Regions from separate parts of the Mus musculus genome. Here regions 1, 3, 4 and 5 are each linked to region 2. A link is a contact called in public HiChIP or PLAC-seq and promoter capture Hi-C data. All regions are on one chromosome and are shown on one strand. The core of a region is the stretch at or near the end of the contact, and the rest is flanking DNA. Distances in the headings are between cores, read along the strand shown. Region 1 holds the start of Iqch (IQ motif containing H). Region 2 holds the start of Rplp1 (ribosomal protein, large, P1). Region 3 overlaps Uaca (uveal autoantigen with coiled-coil domains and ankyrin repeats). Region 4 holds the start of Uaca (uveal autoantigen with coiled-coil domains and ankyrin repeats). Region 5 holds the start of Larp6 (La ribonucleoprotein domain family, member 6).

Region 1 (2,700 bases), core at 71-2,570, 1.7 Mb after region 2:
GGACACCCAGAAGAGAAGAACTCTTCCCAGCTCTCCTCCCAACTCTTCCCAACACCTCTCCCAATTCCTCAGCTAGCTGTTAAAAGCCCCCTACTGTCACCACTCGGGTCGAACTCCCCTGCCCTGCACTGTGGAGGGACTTCGTCCTCAGCTAGCTGATAATAAAACCTCTTGCAGTTTGCATCAGGTGTGGTTTTCTCTCGAGATGTTGGGGTGTTGGCCAGCTCATCCCGGGACTTGAGCAGAGGCCCAGCATCGGGGGTCTTACAGAACTTCTTAAAGTGAGACCATCTTAAAGGGACCCATACCTAAACACGGAAAAAAACAAAACAAAACAAAGCAAAAAAAAAAAAAAAAAAACCAAACCAACCTAGCTGTTTCAGAAAAATTGTTCAACTGTCACAAACTGAATTACACTGGAGAAGTCAAGTCTTTGAGAGCTTTCTCCCTAGATTATAAATAAGATATTTCTCCAAGTTTTCATTTTTTATGTTGTTTTGTAATCCAGGTGATCTTAAAAATATGTTTGGTAACGCACACCTTTAATCCCAGCACTTGGGAGGTAAAGGCAGGCAGATTTCTGAGTTGGAGGCCAGCCTGGTCTACAGAGTGAGTTCCAGGACAGCCAGGGCTACACAGAGAAACTCTGTCTCGAAGAAAAAAAAATTTTAAAAAAAGCTTGGGTGTGTGTTCCCAAGCAAGCAGTGACTATTGTAGGTTAAGAAGCACGGGTCCCATAGCTCACGTTCTCTTCGAACTTCTCACCACCTCCTAATGATGAATCTGTTTCTCCTTCACATCCCCAAGCCATGGATGGACTTTAAACATTTCATAATTTATTTTTAAATGGTGCCTTGAGCACCCCAGCCTGCTAGTACAGATTGATAATCCCAGTTACTCAGGAGGCTGAGGCAGGAGGATCACAAGTTCCAGGCCTGCCTGGATTGTAGAGGGTGCTCCAAGACAGTCAATGACCATCTGGGCCCGAAGTATAAGGAAGACAGGTGATGCAGCCTAGCGGTAAAGCACTTGCTTGGCGCTAGCATGTCCTGTGTTCAACCCCCAGAGCATGATGCCCTAAAGTGTAGGCGTTTCCTGCTATAGGGCCGAGAGAATAAATGGTGGTGCTTGGGATCACAGGTTTCGGGGTTCGAGGGGAGGTCTGTGCGGCCGCCAGCCCGGCCTGTTTCCCACCTGGATTAGGATGGATCCAATGGGGTCGCTGTCCTCCTGGGCCTGCGCCATGACTAAGGAGGGCAGAAGACACTAGGCTCCGGAGGTATGGCCTCCTGCGGAGCGCTCCTAGATGGTGCGGGCACCCGTCACCATAGCAACGCGGCGCGCGCGACCGGCGCGCTCCACTGGAGGAGCGGGGAAGGGGGGTGTGAGGGCCAGCCGGAGCCTCGGCTGCCCAGCGCGCGGCCCCGCCCAGCGCGCGTGCCCGGATCATCTCCCCCGCGTGCCCGCTGCAGTGGTACGGCCCAAGGCGGAAGCAGCGCCGGCGCGGAACCCGCTCTGCCGCAGCGATGGCTGCCGGTGTACCCTGCGCGCTGGTTACCAGCTGCTCCGCCACCTTCACCGGGGACCGGCTGGTGCAACGTGAGTAACCCGACGTCTGAGCCGGGCTGCAAGGCCCAGTTCAGAGCCATGGGCGCAGGGCCGGCGACCTCTCCCGGGCTCTGCCCGAGCTGGGCCCTAGGCTCCGGCTCCTCCGCAGGTCTCGGCGCCAGGCGCTTAACCTTCTGCCTGTGTAAAGTGAGGCCGGTTTCTGACCTCCCGCCTCAGGGGTGGTGGCAAGCACCCCCTAAGATGATATTCAAGACCCCGGAAATTGTGCTCTTAGACGAATGTAAGGCGCTGGAGTTGCGGTGTTGTGTTTGGGGGTTATGCCCCTGCTGCTGGGGTAGTGGTTCCTCTTGTGAACTGAAGTGCTCAGCAAAAAAACAAAAAAACAAACAAACAAAAAATGCACGCGCGTTAGTGTTCTGCCAGGATGATGGACTGACCAGAACTCCTGTGATTGTGGAGAGCTGGAATTTTAATAACTGTAGCCAGATTCTCGTGGACTGTCTCTAGTCTCCTTCTTAGCCATTTGTTGCCCACTTCTGTGTCTGACCTAATATCCTCTGACTATCAGGTAAAGTCCTTTTGGGAATAAGCAAACAGACCCCCTAGCTTCCATCAACCCAAAGGCTAAGAATTTTATCAGTTGGTGTCTGAGGCCTACAGCAAGGGCTTCCACGATGTGCTGTAATCCACCAACCTGTTGTTCCCCTCAATGTATTTTTAGAACATCCTGATATGTAGCTTTGTTGTTCCTATAAGAACACCATGGAATTGTTATTGCCACGTTGGAACATTTGACTTGAGGCACCCCTGATTCCTGTTCCCTTTTCATGATCCCTCATATTTGGCTCCAGAATAAACGCTTACTCCCTTAGAGATGAGAGCTGTGGGCGTTCTTGATTCCCTCCCCTTGATTGTGTGTGTGTGTGTAATGTACATACATGCATACTTGTGTGTACATGATATTTGTTGGGTGCCCCCTCACTTGCAGTTACATTTCTTGAGTTCTTTCTGAGGTGAAAGTTCCCCGGAAAAAAATGAGTTTGAGGTGTTACTGCACCCAGTGCTTTTGCTTCTGGACCCTAAGGGCTATAAAATTCAGGGTTTTGTTTTTGTTTTTGTTTTGTTTTTTTT
Region 2 (2,700 bases), core at 47-2,546:
TTTTTTGGGACCTGCTACCATCTCTGAAACTCCAAGAGCTTTGTGGCTTACAAGTGAGACCAGTCCACCTACAGGTTCAGCTCTTTATTAGCCAACTTAACAAAAGCAGTTTAGTCAAAAAGACCGAAGCCCATGTCATCTTCAGACTCCTCGGACTCTTCCTTCTTTGCCTCCACTTTCTTCTCCTCAGCTGGGGCGGCGGCAGTGGATGGAGCAGCACCACCAGCAGGCGCAGCTCCAGCTGCTGGAGCGGGCCCACCAGCCCCTACATTGCAGATGAGGCTCCCAATGTTGACATTGGCCAGAGCCTACAACAGAGACATAGAAAAGGCTTTTAGTTTTGTGCTGCAAGATTTAATGATTCAATTAAGCTCTTTTCACCCATGAGACCAAAGCAATGTTCAGGACTACAGGGAATCAATATACAACTGCCACCAGTTGATTGACCCCACTTGCCAGAAATAAAGCTGTTTGTATAAATAGAATGTAGCTATCCACTTTGCATGAATCTCACTGCTTCAAATGCCCAAACTTAAGAGGCAACAAAACTCATTCTCAAGCCATGGACCGTGAAGGCCTGACATAAAAGCCACATCAATAAGTACAAACTAAGATACAAAAATCAAGGCTGGTGGTGGAAATCGTACATTACCAAGTGTAACCCCAAAACTTACCTTGGCAAACAAGCCAGGCCAGAAAGGTTCGACGCTGACACCAGCTGCTTTAATGAGGGCATTGATCTTATCCTCCTGGAACACAAACGCCAACCCGTCAGAACGATCAGAATGCGGCTAAAACTCAGTCACTTATACAGAGTTAAGTTTCGTACTTGGGCTAAAGTCAACCTTAAAAAAGACAAGGCCAGGTTTGAAGGCTCAGCGGGCTGTGGGATTGTCCCGCAGGCCTGACGACCTGAGTTCGAGGCCTAAAACTTAGATAAAAACAGCCCACTCTAAACAGTAGGCCTAACATGCGCGCTCGGGACCGCCATTCACCTGTCTCGGGTTGGGCCGCGCGGGGAGGACAGAGCGCATACGCCTCACAGGCCTCCAAGTCACCGAATGCCTGAGAATGCGAAGTCCGGGCGGAGCCGGGTGTCCGCCGCACAAACACGTGGCCGGCCCGGGGTTATCCCGCACTTACCGTGACCGTCACCTCGTCGTCGTGCAGGATGAGGGCGGAGTAGATGCAAGCGAGCTCGGAGACGGAAGCCATGCTGTAGACTGCCGGCACGGTGCTAGTCGCCGGATGAAGTGAGGGCCTCACCCCAACGCGGCCTTAGCTTCCTCGGAAGGACCGAGCACCTTGGCGGCAGCTGAGGAAAAGATCATATACGCCTGCGCGCAGCTTCTTATGGGACCGCGCCGACCAATCGATGCCCGACTCGAGACGGAAGGGGCAGGGCCAAAACCGAGAGGAGGCGCGTCTGCAGAACGCAGTTCCGGATTTGCGCGTTCGACTTCCGGTGCGATTGGCCTTTGGGGCTTGCGAATATTACAAGTGCTCAACAGTAGAGATTAACAGGCTAAAGGGAGAGAGCTATCGGGGGAGACGTACTGCTTAAACTGACAGGCGCGTTCCCACGGCTTGGGTACACTGAAAAGTCGCTCTCCGCCTCAAGCCTTGCGGATCACGTGGTGGACTTCCCAACCCACCCTCACCCCGGGCGTGCGCGCCGTAGTAACTGTGTCTGTGATGAGGTTGATAAATACCACCCGGGACCCGGAGTTGCATATCAAATGCAATATATCGTGGTTAATGTTTAATTCATTACATTGAAAAAGCACAGAGGGGCGGAAGTTAAGCCATCTTGCAGCTCTCAGGTTTGGCTCCCGCACCCCGAAAAGTGCCAGGAAATCCAGTAACAGGGGCTCTGATCCTGACAGAGGTCAGCAGACACGCTCAAGTACACATAAAAGTAAACACTCTTTAAAGTGTCACGCGAGGTATGGTGAGGAAAAAACCCACAGAAGTAGGAGACCACGTGATAAAATTCGGCAACTAATTATATAGAACCCCTAGAAAACCAGGAGAGTAACTTTGATGCGCAGACATCAAAAGCAAGTATCAATAAACAAACGTTTTCCTTTGCCTCTCTTTTAGTGCATGGTACTTTGTCACAGCAATAGAAACCCCAAGTGCTCATATACACAATTAAATAAAAACACCCCTCAGGTTAGGGTACAGCTCGTGTGTGGTCAGCTTGTGTAGAGGTGACCTTGGTGCTAGAAACTTGCAACTAGAATGTAGTGCATACTAGATTAAGTGGTTTCTTTAAAGTTAATAAAATTCTAATCTCAGGACCACAAAGAAGCTATGAAACAGCAAAAGGAACCTAAGTAGAGCAATATAGTTTTCACAGATAAGAGCCTAAAACGGAGAATTTTCTCCAAGTAATATAGTTCCAATCAAAATTCTGTTCATGATCTCAGTGGAATTTGACATGGCCTTCAGTCTAAACACACACACACACACACACCCTGACAGGGTGTCATGTACCTCAGCTGGCCTTGAACTTGCTATGTGGTTGAAGATTACCTGGAATGTTGGATCTTCCTCCCCTGCCTGGGATTGATTTTAAGTATCCAGGTCATGCTGGGCTAGGGATTAACTCCAGGGCGGGTACACACTAAGCACTCCAGCCACTCAGCTACATCTCAGACCCCCTTAAGCTTACTTTGAGACATGCTCTTTTTTTTT
Region 3 (2,700 bases), core at 27-2,526, 1.0 Mb before region 2:
CAGCTTGCTCTTCAGAGTCCAAATAGCAGAAGCCATGTGTTTTTAAGAAATATTTATGTTTTTTAAAGTCTCTGTGTGTGTCCATATGCATCCACATTCCCATTCCTGTCCTCCCACATGAAAGCAGTATTCGTGATCATTAATAATAGCAACAACAGCAAAAGCTTTTTTATTGACCTGAACTTGAGAGATGGATCAGCAATTAGAAGTATATACTGCTCTTGCAGAGAACTCAAGTTCAGTTCCTAGAGCCCACATTGGGCAGCACACAACAACCCATAATATCATTCCATGGAATCTGATGCCTTTGGCCTCTGCGGGCTCTACATAGACACAGACACACACAGACACACAGACACAGACACACACAGACACACAGACACATACACACAGACACACACAGACACACACACACACAGACACACACACACAGACACACACACACAGACACAGACACACAGACACATAGACACAGACACACACAGACACACACACACAGACACACACACACACAGACACAGACACGCACACACAGACACGGACACACAGACACATAGACACAGACACACACAGACACACAGACACACACACACACACACACACACACACACACAGACACACACACACACACACACACACACACAGAGTGATCCTCTGTGACTTGGGGTAAGTGGTGTAGCTTTCCTGGCAACATGAATATGTATTAGGGAAAACCTTACAGCGGCTCCATCATGCGTAATTCAGCGTCCACGCTTCTGTTCTAAGGGTGGCAGGAGCCCTTTAATAACCTGCCAATCTGCAGCAGGAGGTCTCACACTCATTTCTGCAAGTCTCCTGGTCTTGCACCCATGCGTGCTAACATTCTCCTCTGTCTACTTTCCCACGGCTATAGGATGCTGACAGACAGCACCAAGAAGTTATCGCTATCTACCGGACACACCTCCTCAGTGCCGCACAGGTAGGAACAGCTATGTCTTTGGAAAAGACTATTCATTTTAGGGAAAAATAAAATACTGTTTTTATTTTTTTGAATAAACTTACATGCATGTAATTGACATTTGAAGTTGCTCTAGCCCATATGCTTATTTAAAAATAATTGTGTTTCTTTTAATCATGGCTTGCATATCTCCCAGAACAATTTACAAAGCTACACAGCAACACAACATCTTAAATTTAGTGTTGTCTCCATCTGCTTGCCACTCATCCGCTAGACAGTTTGGCAACACACGATGGCAGCTCACGTTAACAGTGTCGCTAGCTGGGATAATGCCTTGACATCACACGTGGCTGTCAGCGGGGGGAGGTGGAGCGTAGGGGGAGAGAGAGAGAGTGAGTAGAGGGGGCTGCATATGTTTCCTGGTAGCTTTTGGGGGGGTGGGTTCTTTGAAGTAGCAAACACTTGAAAAATCGGAATAGGACAAAGGGGGTATGCACAAAATTGTAAGAATTTAAGGGAAAATTGGTCAGTTATAATTGCTTATTTACTCAGGGAGCCTTAAACTCAGTGAAGCAGAGGACTGTAAATTCTCTTCTTTTGTGTTGTCCTGAGAAGGCCTGTAAAAGAAATATGCTAAGGAAATGTTTAGGGTGTGAAAGATGGGTTGTTTCTGCTCCGTGGCGGCTGAGCAAATAGTCTCCCGCATTCTCAGAATAGATTGTGCGGGAAGACGTACTGAAAGAGACAATGTTGGAATCACGAGTGAGGGATACTAGAAGTTATTTGGATTTGAGATGTGTTAGCCACACTGTTCTGTTAAAAACAAACAGAAGCAAGGAGGGAAGACAGCAAATTTCAAAGAAACGTGATTTTTTAAAAAGAGAACTCAATTAAATAGTAAATGTACTTTCTGACGTCTGATTCTTAAAATCAGTAGTCTACTTTTCCTGTAGGGTTGGAGAGGGCTCTAAAAAGAGAGACGGCATGAAGGGTGCTCCCTGCTGCCCTCTGAGCGGGTAGGACATTAGCTGAGCTCTGAAAGATAATTTCACTTACTAGAGCTGTCAATGGGCAACAGAACAGGACGTTTGTGAGAGGATAGAACAGCACAGGTCAGGCTGCAGAGATGGCTCAGTGGGTAAACGCACTTGCTGGCCAAACATGGGGGCCTGGGTTCTGATCCTGGAACCCATGGAAAGAGACAGGCATGGCTACCTGAGTGCCCGTGAGCCGAGCTCCCAGAGTGGTAGAGACAAGAGGATTACTGAGGCTTACCACCAACCCAGAGTGAGGTTCAGTGAGAGATGATATCTCAGGAAATAGTGCAAAGAGTGGTAAAGCAGGACACCTGATACTGTCTGTGCGCGCACACACACACACACTGATACTGTCTGTGTGCACACACACACACACACACACACACACACACACACACGCGCGCGCGCACGCATACACACACATACACACATGCACACACACACGCGCACGAATACACACGCACACACACACACACACAAATACACACAGACACATGCATACACACACACATACACACACAGACACAGACACACACACACACACACACAAATACACACACACAGACACACGCATACACACGCACACACACACACAAATACACACACACAGACACATGCATACACACACACATACACACACAGACACAGACACACACACACACAAATACACACACACAGACACACGCATACACACACACACACACACACACACATACACACACACAC
Region 4 (2,700 bases), core at 167-2,666, 1.1 Mb before region 2:
CAGAGGGAACCTGCCCCCACAAACAGCTGGATCACAGTCAGCCAAGTCAGACCAGCTGTGGATCTTCCGGGGGGGGGGGGGCGGGGGCGCAAGATTCCTTAAGTTTAACCAAGAGAAACTTTAGCCATTTTCCCATTCTCTCTCTCTCTCTCTCTCTCTCTCTCTCTCTCTCTCTGTCTGTCTGTCTCTCTCTCTCTGTTACTGACTTTCTGCTGAGGATCAATGGTCTCTGAACACTGTATCTTCAGGAGAGTTCTGAAGACTTCCTCACTTTTACAATAAAGACTAGAGCCACTCTAAGGGAAAGCTTTAGAAAGAACTGCCCTTAGAGACAAAAAGAGCCTTTGTGAGGAGTTCAGGCTGTTTGTCTTTCCATGTGTGTGAGAATTAACATTTTGCCGGGGAAAATCTCACTCCAAGGAAGATTTTTGAAGCCTCCTGTTGACATGACATTAGTAGTTGTTGTTTGACAGACAGTGTTCTTATCCCAGCCTTAAATAGTTTTTCTTGGTTCAGACTTCTGAGTCAGATGAGCTAATGCCTTGTGTACTTATGCCTGTTGTGTCTACAAAAAGAACAAAGCACTTTAAAAACATAATATTTTACATTTTTTGAGAATTTCATATACAATATATTTCAGTTATATTTATCTTCAACTTCTTCCAGTCCCTTTTGGTCAATTTCTTTTCTCACTTTTGGCTACAAGTGAAGTTTTATTGACGATACTCTGTTCCATCTTTTCCTCCACAGCAGTGCACTAACACTTAACCACGGAGGCCAGAAGAGAGCATCACCTCTCCTGGGACTGAGGATAAAGACATTTGGGAGCTGCCACGTAGGTCCTGAGACTCGAATCTCCGTCCTCCACAAGAACAGCCAGTGACCATAACTGCTAAGCTATCTCTCCAGCAGCACTGCGGAAACTGACCCCTAGTCTGTTAACTGTCCATCTGAAAAAGCAGCTCCCTTTTCTTACAGGCTTGTTGTTGGCCTCAGAGATCCCCATGTGTGTGGCGGTTAGACTTGTGGTCCTGGAGTCGTGTGTTCTCATGAAGATCCTGGATGGGAAGTTGCCCCTGCAAGCTGGTTTGTAGGTAGGTAAGCCGGGACCCGATAGGAGGAAGATATGTTTAGCCTATAATGGGCTCGCGAATGGGAAGAAGAGGGGAGCCTGGGGAGATAAGAACCGGTCTAGGCTGGATTTCTCTAACCTTAGACCACCCAAGTGTGCAGGAACCACAGGCCAGAAGCCGGCGCTGTGCCTCCGCTCACTGAGTAGCACAACTCTACACGCTGCATAGCTGAAGTTCCCCAACTTTTCCTCCAGAGGGGAGAGGAAGAGTGTTACGAAGTTTAAAAGGGAAGTCCCGCCCCCTTCCCGGTTTCCGATTGGTCAGAACCGACCCCACCCCAGCCAGGAGACGGGCCCGATTGGCTGCCGGAGGGACCCGGTTGAGCGAGGCCCCCGGGGCCCCAGGTGGCAGGTGGGGCGGGCCCCGCGCGCTCCGGGGCGTCAGCAGCTCCGGCTCTTGCCCTCGCAGCCCGCAATCTGGTGGGAACCCGGACCCTTGAGAGCCGTGGCCATGAAGAGCCTCAAGTCCCGACTGTGGAAGCAGGACGCGCCCGGCCCCACGTCACCCTCATCGCCCACCGCGGTGGCCAGCACGGTGAGCAGCTCCTGAGGCGGGGACCTCGGGGACCCTCTCTGTTGCGTCCCTCACGGCAGATCTGAGATTCGCGGAGAAGTCCTACGTCCCCTTCTCACTTTGACCTTTGCGGAGTACCCTATTCCCACTTGTTTCCTCGGGGGGACCCCCTCTCTGTCTTCCCGTGGTGCCATCCTGCTCTTCGCTTGTCCCATCGCGCTCGGCGCCCGCGATACCGGGGCCAGGTGGCTCCTGTCTTCCACCCGGTGCAGCCGGTGCGGACTCCGGACCCACCAGGCTCCGCGGCTTTCAGCCGTGCCTGAGTTGAGAGAGAGAAGTTATGTGTCCTCCGCTGAGGCTGTCACAGGGGAAGTCTGGTTCTCAGCCAGGCTGGGCGAGAATAGGGATCTCTCGAATGCAGACAAAGCCCCGCTTGTGTTTGACCCTGGAGATGGCGAAGTCGGGAAGGTGATTGTCCTGTTGGCAGAGTAAATCCCAGGTGGGGCAGGTGGGTGCGTAACGTGGGTGCCGAGCTGAAGCCTGGCCTCGGTGTGCGGCGGGAGAGAAGCGGAGTTGTGAGGCTTCTCTGTAAGTTGGCAGAGAGAGCAGAAATCTTGGGAAACATCCTGACTGCAGATGTTGGAACTTGGATAATTTGGCAGGTTAGAATGGCCGTCTCATCAAAATTCTGCTATTAAGGAAGTTCTATTTTAAAAGTCTTGCAGAGTCAAACACAGAGGAAATGGAATGTGCAAATTGCCCGATGTTCGTAATTAAAATGGACTTTTATAATTTTATACAGATTTTAGTTAGGGGTTATATGCTTTCTATGAGAATACAAATTCATTTGTGCCTGGTTTTGAATTTATTCAGATCGGTGTCTTTCTGAAGGATTACCTTTAGTAGTAGTTTAGTTGGCCTTCAAGGAAACTGGCGAAACTAGACTTAAAAAAAATAAGTAGAGCCGGGCGTAGTGGCGCACGCCTTTAATCCCAGCACTGGGGAGGCAGAGGCAGGCGGATTTCTGAGTTCGAGTCCAGCCTGGTCTACAGAG
Region 5 (2,700 bases), core at 63-2,562, 1.2 Mb before region 2:
TTTGGGGGGGGGGGTAGGTCGAGACAGGGTTTCTCTGTATAGTCCTTGCTGTCCTGGAACTCACTTTGTAGACCAGGCTGACCTCGAACTCAGAAATCCACCTGCCTCTGCCTCCCAGAGTGCTGGGATTAAAGGCGTGCGCCACCATGAGACTCTATCTTAATAAATAAATTACACACACATATTATGTCTAATTATTAGGCATATTAATTTATTATGTATAATATAATACAAAATGATAAAAATAGATAAAATAGATCTACTCAAACCTGCAAAAGAGGGGCCATGGGATTGAGGACATAGCCCAAAAAGACAAAGTAATTGCCCAGTGTGCCTGAGACTCTGGCCTCCATTACTGGTCTTGAAGGGGGAGGGGCTTCCTTTCTGGGTTATTAAGTCTCTCCTGGCCCCAGCCCAGATACTCACAGGGCACTGTGAGTGGTGTCCTTTTACCCAGACGCTATTTTCCCAAAGACCAGGTTTCCTGAGTGTCCCCTACCTTGGGGTCCTACAGCAAAGCAAACACACGTGATCTGTTCTTTGGTCCTCTGATGTGGCTAATGTGAAATATTATGTCGAAGACCTTCGATGAAGAGCTTCGTGGATGCAAATTCAAGTCTTATCATGTCCCTGTTTCTGGACATTAAGGCAGCAGAGCTGGAACTCATCTTAAAGCTAAGTGTGGAAGTGTAGCTGGGCTTTAGAGCATCCTGGCATTTAAATAGTCACTTCATTCACCCAATAAATACTTAAGTGCTGTCTCAACACTACCTCAATTCAGTTTGAAACTTAGAATGCTCTAACATCATTGAGGGCTCCTTTAAGATGCAGCTCCTGATTCAGGCGGTTTGTGCGGGGCCTGACAATTTGCTGTTAGAACAGGTGCCAGGTATATTTGGTGTTGTTTAGGAGACAGGACACGGAGGAGCCAAGCTCTTGACCTGCTAAGACTCACCCTAACCTTATAAGCTTCTATGCCAGAGGAGCTAACGGTAGAGCTTGTGCTTTCTCTCACCTTGGCGGGTTTGTCAGGGAGACAAGCCTGGGAGCTGTTGACTTGTGCCTGTCTCCGCTAGTCCAGCCCAAAGCCAGAAGCCAGCAGAGCTGCGTCTCTGCGCCGGGTGGGGAGGAGGGAGCTGTGGGGCTGGGGCGCCACCAGACAGGGACGCAGGGAGGGACCTGGTCTGGGTTTTACCCCGGGACAGGCCTGTGGAGCGCGGGGGAGTAGTCCCTGAGCGAGTGCTCAGGGCGGTGCCCGCCGTGCGGCGTGGGGCGGATCGCGACCCCCGTCCCTCCCCGGGGCCGAGTCTCTGCCGCGCGCGCGCCGCCCACGCGCGATCGTCGCTATCGAGGGCTGCCGGCTGGCCTGGCCTCGCGACACGGAGACCCTGCCAACCATGGCCCAGCTCGGCGAACAGACTCTGCCTGGGCCCGAGACCACGGTGCAGATCCGTGTCGCCATCCAGGAGGCTGAGGATCTGGAGGATCTGGAGGAGGAGGACGAGGGGACCTCGGCGCGGGCAGCGGGGGACCCAGCCCGGTACCTCAGTCCCGGCTGGGGCAGCGCCAGCGAGGAGGAGCCGAGCCGCGGGCACAGGTAGGCTCGGTGGCTCGGGCCTGGCGAGGGGTACCCGGGGCTCCTGTGCGCGACAACTCACCAGGGCACAGGGGTTGACTCAACCCCCCCGACACGGAGGCTGCAGACTGAGTCAGAACCCGCTTTGGGGAACAATCTGTGTGTCCCAGCCCTCAGCAGGTTTTGATTCTTGATTGACAAGGCTTCCAAGGATGGGGGTGGGGATCTGAGGGACCTGGATTTGGGGCAGAGGGTTGCTCTGGGATCCAAAAAGGGAGATTAGCATGAGCCATTTTCTCCATGCCATCCCTACTTCTGAAGGAGACGCCCCCCTCGGTGGATGCACCCCACCAGACACTTGACCTAGCCTGGAGTTCCCCCATGAGGCTGGGCCTCCTCCTCCGGATGCCAGGGATCCTAAGGAGCCTTCATCACCATCATCACCTGCTCTGCTCATCATTCCAGTGGCTTCACTTGGCTTCTAGGTGTCACAGGCCAGGCACAGTTGACACATGCAGATGGGGGCATTCAGGAAAGGATCGTTTCCTAGTGGAGAGAGCTCTCCTATCCTCAGTTGAGATGGCCTAGGGCCTTGCTGCTTCCCCTCCCTCTGCCTGGGGGTTCCTGTTTCTGCCTGCCTGCTTGCCTACCTTCTGTACCTGGGGCTGGCTCCTTCACTGCTCAATGATGAGTGACTTATAGTGGGTATAGCACCAGTCTGACCTTGCCCCTGGGCAATGAGCTTTCTTCTCAGCCAGACACGCATCACTAATGTCTAGGCCCTTCACAACCACAGATTTCTTATTGCTGTTAAAAAGCAATCCCATATGGAACTGATGAGAAAAAAGAGATACAGCAATGGCACTAGCAGATTCTAGGGGCTGCTAAGAGTCCTTTGGTAAGAGTGCTCCTCTGAGAGGCTGTGAACAGGAATGATAGAAGTGCCTCTCTATCGCTGGAAGCTCAATTCCAGTACGGGAGCATACTGGGCCACAGCCAAGGGGCTGCCCCATCCCTAGTTAAAGGAGACCGGACCTTGGTTAAAAGGGTCAAGAACATGCCATTTCAGGCCAGATCAGCAGAGGCAGCTGTTGTAGGACAAAAGGCCAGTCTCAGAGTTCAGG

What was found. Promoter capture Hi-C pulls out the DNA fragments that hold promoters and counts their contacts. HiChIP or PLAC-seq counts read pairs in DNA pulled down with a chosen protein or histone mark.
Region 1: a promoter capture Hi-C map of erythroid cells shows a contact between it and region 2, with 22 times the contacts expected there. The contact joins the promoter of Iqch here to the promoter of Rplp1 in region 2. A contact is called at or near these places in 1 of 39 promoter capture datasets (erythroid cells) and 1 of 115 datasets of contacts at active chromatin or transcription factors (microglia).
Region 3: an H3K4me3 HiChIP or PLAC-seq map of embryonic forebrain shows a contact between it and region 2, with 14 times the contacts expected there. The contact joins the enhancer-like site here to the promoter of Rplp1 in region 2. A contact is called at or near these places in 10 of 39 promoter capture datasets (cranial neural crest, embryonic stem cells, frontonasal cranial neural crest and 6 more), 1 of 15 datasets of contacts at CTCF or cohesin (large pre-B cells), 5 of 484 Hi-C or Micro-C datasets (the Patski cell line, bone marrow-derived macrophages, cerebral cortex and 1 more), 12 of 115 datasets of contacts at active chromatin or transcription factors (T-cell acute lymphoblastic leukemia, acute myeloid leukemia, craniofacial prominence and 8 more) and 4 of 9 other capture datasets (adipose tissue, embryonic stem cells, macrophages and 1 more).
Region 4: a contact with region 2 is called in an H3K4me3 HiChIP or PLAC-seq map of pro-B cells, with 7 times the contacts expected there. The contact joins the promoter of Uaca here to the promoter of Rplp1 in region 2. A contact is called at or near these places in 8 of 39 promoter capture datasets (the SN4741 cell line, cranial neural crest, hippocampal neurons and 4 more), 11 of 115 datasets of contacts at active chromatin or transcription factors (the NIH/3T3 cell line, acute myeloid leukemia, embryonic hindbrain and 6 more) and 2 of 9 other capture datasets (embryonic stem cells and macrophages).
Region 5: a contact with region 2 is called in a promoter capture Hi-C map of neural stem cells. The contact joins the promoter of Larp6 here to the promoter of Rplp1 in region 2. A contact is called at or near these places in 6 of 39 promoter capture datasets (embryonic stem cells, hippocampal neurons, liver and 2 more), 4 of 15 datasets of contacts at CTCF or cohesin (embryonic stem cells, large pre-B cells, pro-B cells and 1 more), 4 of 484 Hi-C or Micro-C datasets (B cells, cortical neurons, embryonic stem cells and 1 more), 6 of 115 datasets of contacts at active chromatin or transcription factors (astrocytes, embryonic forebrain, forebrain and 3 more) and 3 of 9 other capture datasets (adipose tissue, embryonic stem cells and liver).

The regions. Positions count from the first base shown.
Region 1 is chr9:63,601,173-63,603,872 of GRCm38.p6, forward strand. Iqch (IQ motif containing H) reads right to left here and starts at 1,321. Exons shown (of 22, transcript NM_001311098.1): 1 at 1,195-1,321. The coding sequence starts at 1,245. Aagab (alpha- and gamma-adaptin binding protein) reads left to right here and starts at 1,474. Exons shown (of 10, transcript NM_025857.3): 1 at 1,474-1,599. The coding sequence starts at 1,527.
Region 2 is chr9:61,913,214-61,915,913 of GRCm38.p6, forward strand. It overlaps Rplp1 (ribosomal protein, large, P1), which reads right to left and starts at 1,297. Exons shown (of 3, transcript NM_018853.3): 1 at 1,144-1,297; 2 at 675-749; 3 at 70-308. The coding sequence starts at 1,215. The coding sequence ends at 111.
Region 3 is chr9:60,875,470-60,878,169 of GRCm38.p6, forward strand. It overlaps Uaca (uveal autoantigen with coiled-coil domains and ankyrin repeats), which reads left to right. Exons shown (of 19, transcript NM_028283.3): 18 at 893-958. Among named protein-coding and RNA genes, the nearest start is that of Gm33643, 8.4 kb to the left of the region's middle. Within about 2 kb of position 1,277, at least 8 of the 459 cell types and tissues checked have an H3K27ac peak or open chromatin away from gene starts, as enhancers often do. A contact at or near this core is called in embryonic forebrain, where this site is marked.
Region 4 is chr9:60,793,026-60,795,725 of GRCm38.p6, forward strand. Uaca (uveal autoantigen with coiled-coil domains and ankyrin repeats) reads left to right here and starts at 1,417. Exons shown (of 19, transcript NM_028283.3): 1 at 1,417-1,667. The coding sequence starts at 1,584.
Region 5 is chr9:60,711,809-60,714,508 of GRCm38.p6, forward strand. Larp6 (La ribonucleoprotein domain family, member 6) reads left to right here and starts at 1,313. Exons shown (of 3, transcript NM_026235.4): 1 at 1,313-1,597. The coding sequence starts at 1,398.